Linked DNA regions of Sus scrofa: all the other regions are linked to region 1. A link is a contact called in public Hi-C and HiChIP or PLAC-seq data. All regions are on one chromosome and are shown on one strand. Each heading gives the region's core, a stretch centred on a gene start, on an enhancer-like site or on the middle of the called end of the contact. The rest is flanking DNA. Distances are from core to core; before and after follow the strand shown.

Region 1 (3,319 bases), core at 563-3,062:
CCGGGGGCGTCCTGGGGCAGCAGGTCCACCTTGTTCCCCAGCACGATCAGCTGCTTGGGGCCCACGAGCGCGGGCAGGTGGCGCAGCAGGGCGTCGGGCAGATCCAGCAGGTCCACCATGTATAACACCAGGGCGGGCTCGGGCCGCCGCAGCGCGGCGCTCACGAGCTCCAGGTACTTCTCGGGACTCACCTGCAGGCGTAGGGCGCGCCGGTGGTGCACCAGCAACCAGCAGCGCTGGCACACCGTCCTCGCCAGCCCGCCGTCCGCCTGCGCCGCCGCGCGGAGGAACTTCTCGCTGGGCAGGTAGCCGGGCACGCCGGGGTCCTGGCAGTGCAGCTCCGCCCCGCATCCCGAACAGTTCAGGCCGCTGGGTGCCACCGTCGGGTCCGGGTGCCCCACGACCGGCTGCGCCCGCTGCACCCGCCGAGCGGCCCGGAGCTTCTGCTGGCGCCGCTCCTCCCGCCGCTGCTGCATCTGTCGTTCGTTCTCTTCTTGCCGCTGCTGCACCTCTCGTAGCTGGTCTTGGAGGGTCGGTGCGGGCTCCGGCTCCGGGATGTACTCGGGGAACAGAAAACTCTCCTCTAGGTCGGCCCTTCCTTCGCTGCCCCCAGTCGCAGTCCGGTACCGAGAACGCCCCCGGCCCAGGGCCCACGGGCGCTGGGATGAAAGGCTGGCCGCACATCTCCTCTCCAGGAGCGCGTCCTGGAGACCAAGGCGCGCGGCCGTGGGAGAGGCTCCCTGCAGGAAGCCGCACAGCAGCCTAGGAGCGAGGCGCGTGGGCAGCATGGAAACGCGGGCGCGGGCCAGGGGCGGGCCACCGGTTTGCCAGGAGCGCGTCCCGGAGACCAAGGCGCCTGGCCGTGGGAGAGCCACCTCGCAGGAGGCCGCACAGCAGCCTAGGAGCGAGGCGCGCGGGCGGCATGGGCACGTGGGCGCGGGCCAAGCGCAGGCCACGGGTTTGCACGCGCACTGCGGCCCCAGCTGCTTGGTAAACCGGAAAAAGCCTGGGACGACCAGAGAGCTGTCATTGGTCAGCGTCGCCCTTCGGCTCCTCCTCCCGATCGCATCTCGTGAGATCTCGCGATGAAGCCGCTGAGGCCCGAGAACCCACCTAAGGCGGAGCTAAAGGCACGGGAGGTCCGGGCTCGGCGGGGTTGGCTAGGTCAGCCAGCGAGTGAGGCTTTGGTCGGGCTTCGGCTGCTGCCTGCAGCTCAGAAATCGCACTTTTTTTTTTTTTTTTTTTTGGTCTTTTTACCATTAGGTTCCCAGGCTAGGGGTTGAATCGGAGCTGTAGCTGCCGGCCTACGCCAGGGCCACAGCAACGCCAGATCCGAGCCGCGTCTGGGACCTACACCACAGCTCACGACAATGCTGGATCCTTAACCCAATGAGCGAGGCCAGGGATCGAACCTGCAACCTCATGGTTCCTAGTCAGATTCGTTAACCACTGAGCCACGACGGGAACTCCAGAAATCGCACTTTTTAAACTTTAACAAAGCTGAGGTATAGTTGATGTACAGAGTAGTCATTTTTCAAAACTTTTTTTAAAGTTTTTGCAACTGAAAAAATAAAGCACAACTACATCCTTTTATTAACAAATCTTATTGTCTCCAGGGGCTACTATTTGTGCAACAACATTGCAAAACAAGACTTCATTCGGTAGCTGTGACGCGGCCCCGCGGGGCAGCCACAGAAGAGTCAACCCCCAAACTGCGCATGTGTAGCACTAACCTTTCGCAGGCCTTAGCCTACTTTCGCGCAGGCGCAAACCTTACGGCGGCTTCTTTGTGGGCGGGGTTTCGCGGGAGCCGCAGGATATTCTGGGAGCGCCGGAAACGGAAATCACTTTGCCTGGCGCTGCGGCCGGGGGGAGCCTGCTGGCGGTGGCTGCTGGCGGTGTCCTGCGTTTCACTTCGAGGATTGGGAGCTCCGGGGTCGTGTGCCAACATGTATGACGCGGACGAGGGTAGGTGACCCTTTAGAACACTGCGCGGCGAACCGTCGGAGGGGGGAAACGTGGGAGCCGGGCGAGTCGAGGGTTTGAGGCCTTCTTCCCCGCCCGCCGCGCGGGGTCCCCAGGCGTTTTCCCCTCCATCCCCGGGCCGGGGACGAACTAGGAGGGTGGACCGGCGGGGAGCGCAGCATTTATAACGTTTGTTGTCTCCACTGGCTGCTTCTGGAAAAGTGACACCCCCATCCGTCCGTATTGAAATAGCAGGCGGCTTCTGCGACCAGTACCGGTGTTTGGGGTTCATCTGAAGCAAAGGGCTCCTCGACTTCCCTTAACGTCAGAGATAGTGGATTTATTGAATAGTCGAATGTTTGAACGTCAGCTTGTGCTGGGCGATGTGCTAGGCTCTGCAAATACAGCCGGTGCAGAGAATACAGGGTGGGAGGGGGGATTGGGCTTGTTTGGCGTCCTTCACTCTGCTTTCCGCTTAAGTAAATTATCTTGAGAGATGACTTTTTTACTCAACAGGGCTAATATATACTCATTTTCTTTTTACATATAGCATCTTTAGTGTGTACCGCTTTTTCGTTATATGTATGTGTGTATGTACATATATGTATTTTTTTCTCTCTTTTTTGGCGGCCCCACGGCATTTGGAGTACCCAGGCCAGGGCTCAGATCCAAGCTGCAGCTAACGAACTAAGCCACGCCTGTGGAAACATTGGATCTTTAATTCACTGTGCTGGACTGGGGATCCAACCTGTGTTCCAGTGCTCCCAAGACGCCTCCAATTCGTTAGGCTACGGTGGGAACTCCTCTAATGCTTCCTCTTCCATTCTCCACAGCTATTGTTTCAAACTTCATTTTCTTCTAGCTCCCAATCTCGTTGACACTCCTCATATTTCTCCTTATTCCCTCAGAGAAAGTTGAAGCAAAAAATTAAACTCTACCGTTTAAGCTTCTGTTTCATTTTTATTCTGCATTTAGAAATTTATTAGCATCATTGTATTCTTTTTTCTTAACTGCTATCTCAGAAAAAAAATTCCGAAAAATATATACCTTTTTCTTTTTAGGACCGAAGCTGTGGCATATGGAAGTTCCCTGGGCTGGGGTTGAATTGAGTTGCAGCTGCTGGCCTACAGCACAACAATGCCAGATCCTAGCTGCATTTGCAACCTATGCCACAGCTTCTGGCAGTGCTGGATCCTCGATGGCCAGGCATTGAACTCACAGCTGCTCTGTTGGGTTCTTAACCCATTGAGCCATGATGGGAACTCCTCAGAAAAGTGTTTTTAGCTAAATTTTTTTTTTTTTCCTGGCCAGCCCAAGGCATGTGCAAGTTCCTGGGCCAGGGATCTAACCTGTG
Region 2 (3,319 bases), core at 247-2,746, 590 kb before region 1:
TGAGCATTATATAAATGTAAGGAAGGTGTTCCATAGCACATACAAAAATTATGTAAGTCCACTTCTTATTCAGTTAGTACAGAAGGGCACCTTCTGCTTCTCTGTTTGCAGATGAGTAACAATTGCCTATACTACATAATTATACTACGGGATTTTAACAAAAAGTCAGTCTACATTTTAAAAAATGCATTATTTCAAAGCAAAAACATATACAGCAGTTAACTGTCCACACAAAGACCACTAAAATTACTTGACAGCAAAGAAAAGGACAAGACTCTAAAATGAGTAAAATTACTTTAGAAAATGCCATTTTCATGACAAATTCCAACATTCCCCACAAATATCTACACAATTAAGATTTTTTTTTTTTTTTTTTTTTAGGGCCACACCTGTGTCATATGGAAGTTCCCAACCTAGGGGACACCACAGCCACAGCAAAGCAGGATCCCAGCAGCGTCTCTGACCTTCACCACAGCTCAGGGGCAACGCTGGATCCTTAACCCACTGAGCCAGGCCAGGCATCAGAACCATGTCCTCATGGATACTGTCTGGTTCATTACCCCTGAGCTACAACGGGAACTCCACAATTAAGATTTTTTAATTGCTAGTTTCCCACTGGATGCTACAGAGAATTAAGGCAACATCTATTCTTGTTGTCTTAAGTTTTTATTTTCATTAACTGAATCATAAATACATTCGCTCCAACAGAGAGTACTATACTTACTGGATGCCCAAACACTGGGACCATATAAGGAAAAAAAAAAGAACAAGCAAAATCTGATAAACAGATTATATGTGTAACAGGATCATTCAGTTTTAGGACAGCTGCTATTTTATTTACATCTGTAGAGGCTGATACTTAGTCATCAGAGGTCTTGGTGACTTTCCTAAATGGTGACTTACCATTTTAAAGATTGATAAATAATCTAAAAGCTTATTTTCCCGTATCCATCGGCTTTTTAATTTAGATTATGCGACTACGTTAACAGCAATGCACTTTATAGCCTCCAACAGATTTTTTTCAATTGCTTTCCAAAACCACGCCAGCAAGACGAGGTAGACATTTCCATGCGAAAGGAGCAGAAGGTCTAAGGCAGCAGACCGAAGAAAGCACAGGGCTCCAGGGCAGCCTGTGCACCACTCCATCCACCAGGCACCACTGATAAACGGCCGAGACCTGTCGGCGGCCCTGAACCTAAGCAAACTTGTGCGCAGCCAGCCCAGGTGCTGCCGCCCCACTCCTCCCTCACACACGTCCGCCTGGACACTGCCTCCCGCGGAAGTCCAGTCTGAAGGCCTAGCGGGGAGAGGTCAGCGGGAAGGGGGTGGCGACGAGGTCCCGACAGCACAGCCCCGACGCCAGTTCACGCACACAGACAAACCAGCGCCCCGGGGGGAAGAGCCGGCCCACCGCGCGGCCCGCAGGGTGCCGCACAGCGCGGGCTCTCGCAACAGCCTTCAGCGTCGCCTCGTGACGTCCTTCCGCGGCGCCTTGCTTACGTCATCGCGAGCGACCCGGGAAGGAAGCGTCGCCCCGCCCCGCCCCGCCTCGCCCCTTCCTGGAAGTGCCGGGCCAACCAGAGAAAAGAGTTGGTGTGGGTGTCGCCAGCTCCTCTCCTTTCAAGTTTCCGCTCTAGTATAGAGGCGTTGAGGGCAGCTTCCAGGGACTTTGGAGCTGACCTGCTTGGAGTTGCACCCTTTTGTGCTTGCCAAGAAACCTCAATTCCGGGCAGCTGCCTCCTCGTTTCTAAAGTGGGGATAAAGCTGTCCCGGGGGGTTGATGTGAAGAGCATTGAAACCAGAGTGAAATACGCAGGGGACTGGACTTCATCACTTGGACAAACAAAAAAAACCCTCCCCACATTGCGGAGACTGTGACTGTAGCAGTGAAGCCCGCAAACGAAGTCCCTAACATTCAGATGAATTTAAATAACAAAATTTCAGCTTTCACTAGGAGCTATTAAAAAGCAGGTTTGAGGGGGAGAGAGTAACTTGAGCCACAGGCCTGAATAAAAATCTATTTTAACGAAGGTGTTGTAATTGGAAGCATGCAAGTTAGTTATTTACAATGTCAAGAGAAATAATAGTAATTTTTCTAAGCTATTGTGCTGGTAGCAGAGAGGAAGCTGAAACTCAGTCCCCCTAAAACCGAGTTCCCTTATTGAGTATGATTAATCTCCTCGGTAACTTTATTCCCTTTCCTGTTCCCTCTGACCTCAATCCTGTAGTAACTGAACACTAGTCAACCAGTCAGATGACAAAGATCACTGTTGTTGATAACATCATTCATATACTAAAATCGCTGTTGTATATATTGTCATCACTAACACACAAACTTAGATTGTTTCTCCAGGGCAAGATGAGCTCACTGACCTGGATCACCTGGCCAGAGACTAAACCTGAGACAAATTGACTCCCAACTCAGCAGTAAGAAATGTGACAGAAATGGTGATTAATCCCATTTTCCTTGTTCTTCCCCCTTTAAAGCACCCCTCGCTTACAAACCAAGACTGGATCTAAGACCTGTCTCCCACTCCCTTGCTTGGCACCCTGCAAACAAACCCCTGCTGTTTTGTAAACACTCTCTGCCAGAGAGTTTGGCTTTGGCATTCTCCTGTGGTGCAGCAGGTTAAGGATCCAGCAGTGGCTTGGGTGGCTGCTGTGGCACTCCTGGCCAGAGAATTTCCACATTCTGGGAACCCAGGAACAACAACAGAGGGTGTGGCTCTCTGCTCTGATGGCACAGGAGCCCTTGCTCAGTTATAAATGATCAGGGTTCCGGCTTTGTTCTGCCTAGAGCACTGCAAAGGCAGCCTGGCTTCCATAATACCTGAAAAGGCACAGGGTTCTCTTCAACACAAGTGTCCTTCAGCATTGGTGGAAGGAGACTGTAGCAGCGGGTCAAGCAAGGAATACCTACCCTTGTTCATAAGAACTTCATGGGTCTTTGGTTGGGGAGAGGTTCAAACATGTATCTTACCTTTGTTTCTATATTTGGGAATTACACATATCTACCCATCCAGCTGGTAAAGAAACCCTAGATCCCCCCGCCACCCCACTTGTTTTTTACCTTACTGTGTGCAATGAGATCCTGTGTCCTCCAGGCCCCATCTCTAAACCAGTGGCTAGCTAGCTCCGTCACAATCGCCTGTGGCAATGTTAAAACAAAGACTCCAGAGTCCTGGAGCTCCATTCCAAGAGATTTCTAACTCATTTTTCTAGTGAAGGAGGGGCCTTCAATCCGCATTCCACCACCCCACCCACACATCTGCATTTTTTAGAATGATAACATCTTCCATTCCACTACTGTTATCTTAGT
Region 3 (3,319 bases), core at 470-2,969, 530 kb before region 1:
CGTAACACTTTCAGTGACAATGTCAAATCTAGGTTTATATTTCTTAACCGAATTGTTTATATCAACTCCAGTTTAATTAGTAAGAAATGGAAAGATCACGAAGCAGAGTTATTTTTTAACTAAAAGGGATCTATATCAATTTTTCCAAAATCAATAGGTATTCTGTCATACAGGAACTACTCTCCTCTCTCTCTTTTAAGAATGGATTTATCCTGGCATTTTCTTACTACCAACATTTTCATTCATTATTTAAAACGTTTACCAATGAATTGTTTGCAGATGCCCTACTCCCTGTGATTGTGTTATTTTCTGTTAATGTATATGAGATCTAGAACCCAACCGGTAGATCCTTTTGAACACCAACTAATCCCGTTTTCCCGGGTTTGAATCCCCAATTTCCAACAGCTACAACTACGTTCAAATACACAAATCTACTCAATAGCTCTGTCCTTGCAAACAATAGCTTGTGGTGGTTGCAGACTCCGCGCGAAACCTCAACCAACGAGCTTTAGGTCCTGGACCCGCAGTCACACCACAGAAGCATATCACAAGCACAGCGCCAGGCTCTGGGAGATTAAAACCCACAAGCAGCCCGGTAGGAACCCCGACTGGGTTAGTCCAAGCGAACCCGAGCCTTACCAACTGGCCAGACCCATGGGGGGTGCACGACACTGGAGCTAGGTGAGCCCCTACAGAGCATTAAGGGTTGCAAGGGACAAGGCTGCAATCTGGTGAGGCAAGGTAATCTCCGCGCACACCTGGGCAATCTGGCGGATGCCGCAGGGAACCGGTCCAGGTAAGAGAGCGGTCCCGCCTCCCGTCCTCGGTGGAGAACTCGGGCAGATGCAGACACAGGCTCCGCCATCCCCACCCCGCAGCCAGCTGCTCACCGGTGCTGCAGCCCTACAAGTCCCAGAGTGATCACGTGCGGCACATCCAGCTGCGTGGGCCACTCTCCTGAGGCAATGCACCCGAACACACCGCACTCCTCTCGGACCCCCAGCTCCTCCAGCTCCATGTCGTCGAAAGCACGTGGAGGGAGCGGCCGCCGCAGGAGGAGTCTAAGCACCAACCAGCTGCTCGCTCGGCCTGGGGCACCAGAGGCTCGCGCGGATGAAGCCCCTTCCTTCCAGGCGGCAGGACCCTCGCTACTGCGGCGGCGCGTGCTCCCCTCTAGTGAGTGTAATTTAGCTCGCCCCGCCCCTGCCCCGCCCCTCACAACCCACCAATGAGCGGAGGCGGAGGGTGGGCTCCGCGGTTAGGGCGGGGCCAGGGCTCCCGTGGGTGGAGCTAGTCCTTTACCTAAGCCCTTAGGGAAGGTAATTTTCCTGCTTGGGAGAATCTCCGTTATTTTCTGGCATCCAAGCTAGGGGTGATGAGGCTAGCTGGGTGGAGGTCGCTTCTCTCCCAGAGAAAGTAAACTTTTTGTGTCCCTCCCCACATGCTTTCCCCTGGGCGTCACTACTTGGTATGCTCCAACCTCTGACCCGCTCTCTCAGCGGAGGAGGGGGCCGGGTGGGCGAGCCGCCGCGGGGTGGGGAGGGGCCGCCGGTGCGCGCCACTTTCCTGTCTTCTGGCTCTGCGCCCGCGCGCAGGGCGGTGCACCCGCCGCGTTGCGGCGCCTGCGCCGCGGGAAGCCTGCGAGAAGCGGTGGCCCCCGGCGTTCAAGTTCCTCTCCGGCTGCAGAGACCCCCGGGAGTCCCGCTCCGTTGTGGTGCTCGGAGTCCGAGAGGGGGCGCCGTGCATCCCGCGGCCCCGCCGGGGGCGTGTCTGGGGCCGTGCCTCCCTTCCCCGCCCTGGGAGCCTCTGATTGCGCTTCTTTTCCAGAGTCCTCCCTCTTGTGCAGTCGCTGCAGCTGCCCCCAGCCCGCTCCGGACAATGGCGACGGCTGAGGGTGAGTAATCAGCGGCCCGGGGAGTTGGGTTTCCTGCTTCCGCGGCCTTCCAGCTCCTCGGCCTCGAGCTCGAGGGCTCGACGCGGACAGGTGCGCTCTTCACTGCCCAGATCACAGCCTCCCGGGCAGTGCCTGGCTTCCCGCACCCGCCCCTCCGGACGAGCGGACACGTGGCCCGGGCGCCGGAGCGGTGCATTGGAAACAAAGCGCTCCCAGCCTCCCAACTTTCTGAAACATCCAGAACTGCCTCTGGCATGGGGAAAAGGAGCAAAGGGTAATTAAAACGAGAAATGGTCAGAGGTTGGAGAGCTGCCTGGAAATCGCGCTTGCAGTCAATAGATATTGCAAAAGAGTTCACGGGAACATGTGGTGTCGACTCTTCAAAGTCTTGCTTTTTCCTGTTACGTTAATAATAACCTGCTATTTCATAAAATTAGTAATTGAACGTTTTGAAAAATTTAAAATTTGCTGTCCAAGTTTTGTGTGTGTGTTTTAGTTTTTTGTACCAATGATGGCCTTGGAGAGTTCCAAAACCACCAGACCAAAAAAGTTTGCTTCTTCACTTTGCATTGACCCTATTACATATTTACATAATACTAATTTTGTTCGCTCATGATTAGGATCCTCAGGAAAGATCCTTTGTGTTATTTTTACTGATAAAACTGCCCTCCTCCCATACTCTATTTCTTTCTCTCTCTCTCTTTTTTTTTTTTTTTTTGCTTTTTAGGGTGGTACCACGCGGCAGGCATATGGAGGTTCCCAAGCTAGAGGTCAAACCTTAGCTGCAGCTGCTAGCCTACAGCACAGCCACAGCAATGTGGGATCCAAGCCATGTTTGCCACTTACACCGCATCTCACCGCAGCTGGGAATCCTTAACCCACTGATCGAGGCCGGGGATCTAACTGCATTTCTCAAATACTGGTTGGGTTCGTTACTGCTGAACCACAATGAGAACTCCCTAATTTGCACTTCCTTGCCCAGAAATGTTTGCTGGCAACCCAAAAGCTGTTAAAATCCAGTCTAAAGAACCTTTCATTCCTATCCTGCCTATCACCCCCTTCCTACCTCTTCAACCTTTACTTTGCTTTTTCTCTCTTGTGAATCCTAAGCGTACATTCCAGTCAGGTTAATTTACCAAAGTCATTACTCCCTCTGGTTCTCTATGCTGTTTTTTCTAGAACAGGTCTGTCTAATTGAAACACAATGTTATAAACTATATGTAACTTTGTTTTCTAGTAGCCACATTTAAAAAAAAAAGAAACAGATGAAATGATTTTAATATATTTTTAACTGCATAATTCCAAACTCATGTCATTTTAACATGTAATGAAAAAAAAATTAAGATTTTTGCAAACTTTTTTTCATATTGAAATCCAATGTGAATTTTGCACTTGACTTACATCTCAGTTTGGAGTAGCCACATT

What was found. A called contact is a pair of places that touch in the nucleus more often than the background predicts. HiChIP or PLAC-seq counts read pairs in DNA pulled down with a chosen protein or histone mark.
Region 2: a contact with region 1 is called in an H3K27ac HiChIP or PLAC-seq map of alveolar macrophages. The contact joins the promoter of AASDH here to the promoter of POLR2B in region 1. A contact is called at or near these places in 3 of 47 Hi-C or Micro-C datasets (blood and liver) and 1 of 2 datasets of contacts at active chromatin or transcription factors (alveolar macrophages).
Region 3: a contact with region 1 is called in a Hi-C map of liver, with 6 times the contacts expected there. The contact joins the promoter of PPAT here to the promoter of POLR2B in region 1. A contact is called at or near these places in 1 of 5 promoter capture datasets (liver), 1 of 47 Hi-C or Micro-C datasets (liver) and 1 of 2 datasets of contacts at active chromatin or transcription factors (skeletal muscle).

The regions. Positions count from the first base shown.
Region 1 is chr8:56,230,918-56,234,236 of Sscrofa11.1, forward strand. It overlaps POLR2B (DNA-directed RNA polymerase II subunit RPB2), which reads left to right and starts at 1,813. Exons shown (of 25, transcript XM_003129037.5): 1 at 1,813-1,968. The coding sequence starts at 1,950. It overlaps LOC100621115 (nitric oxide-associated protein 1-like), which reads right to left and starts at 1,265. Exons shown (of 7, transcript XR_002346682.1): 1 at 1-1,265.
Region 2 is chr8:55,644,025-55,647,343 of Sscrofa11.1, forward strand. It overlaps AASDH (acyl-CoA synthetase family member 4), which reads right to left and starts at 1,497. Exons shown (of 15, transcript XM_021101363.1): 1 at 390-1,497. The coding sequence starts at 398.
Region 3 is chr8:55,699,358-55,702,676 of Sscrofa11.1, forward strand. PPAT (amidophosphoribosyltransferase) reads right to left here and starts at 1,720. Exons shown (of 11, transcript XM_003482396.4): 1 at 891-1,720. The coding sequence starts at 1,018. It overlaps PAICS (multifunctional protein ADE2), which reads left to right and starts at 1,343. Exons shown (of 10, transcript XM_021101375.1): 1 at 1,343-1,468; 2 at 1,828-1,894. The coding sequence starts at 1,442.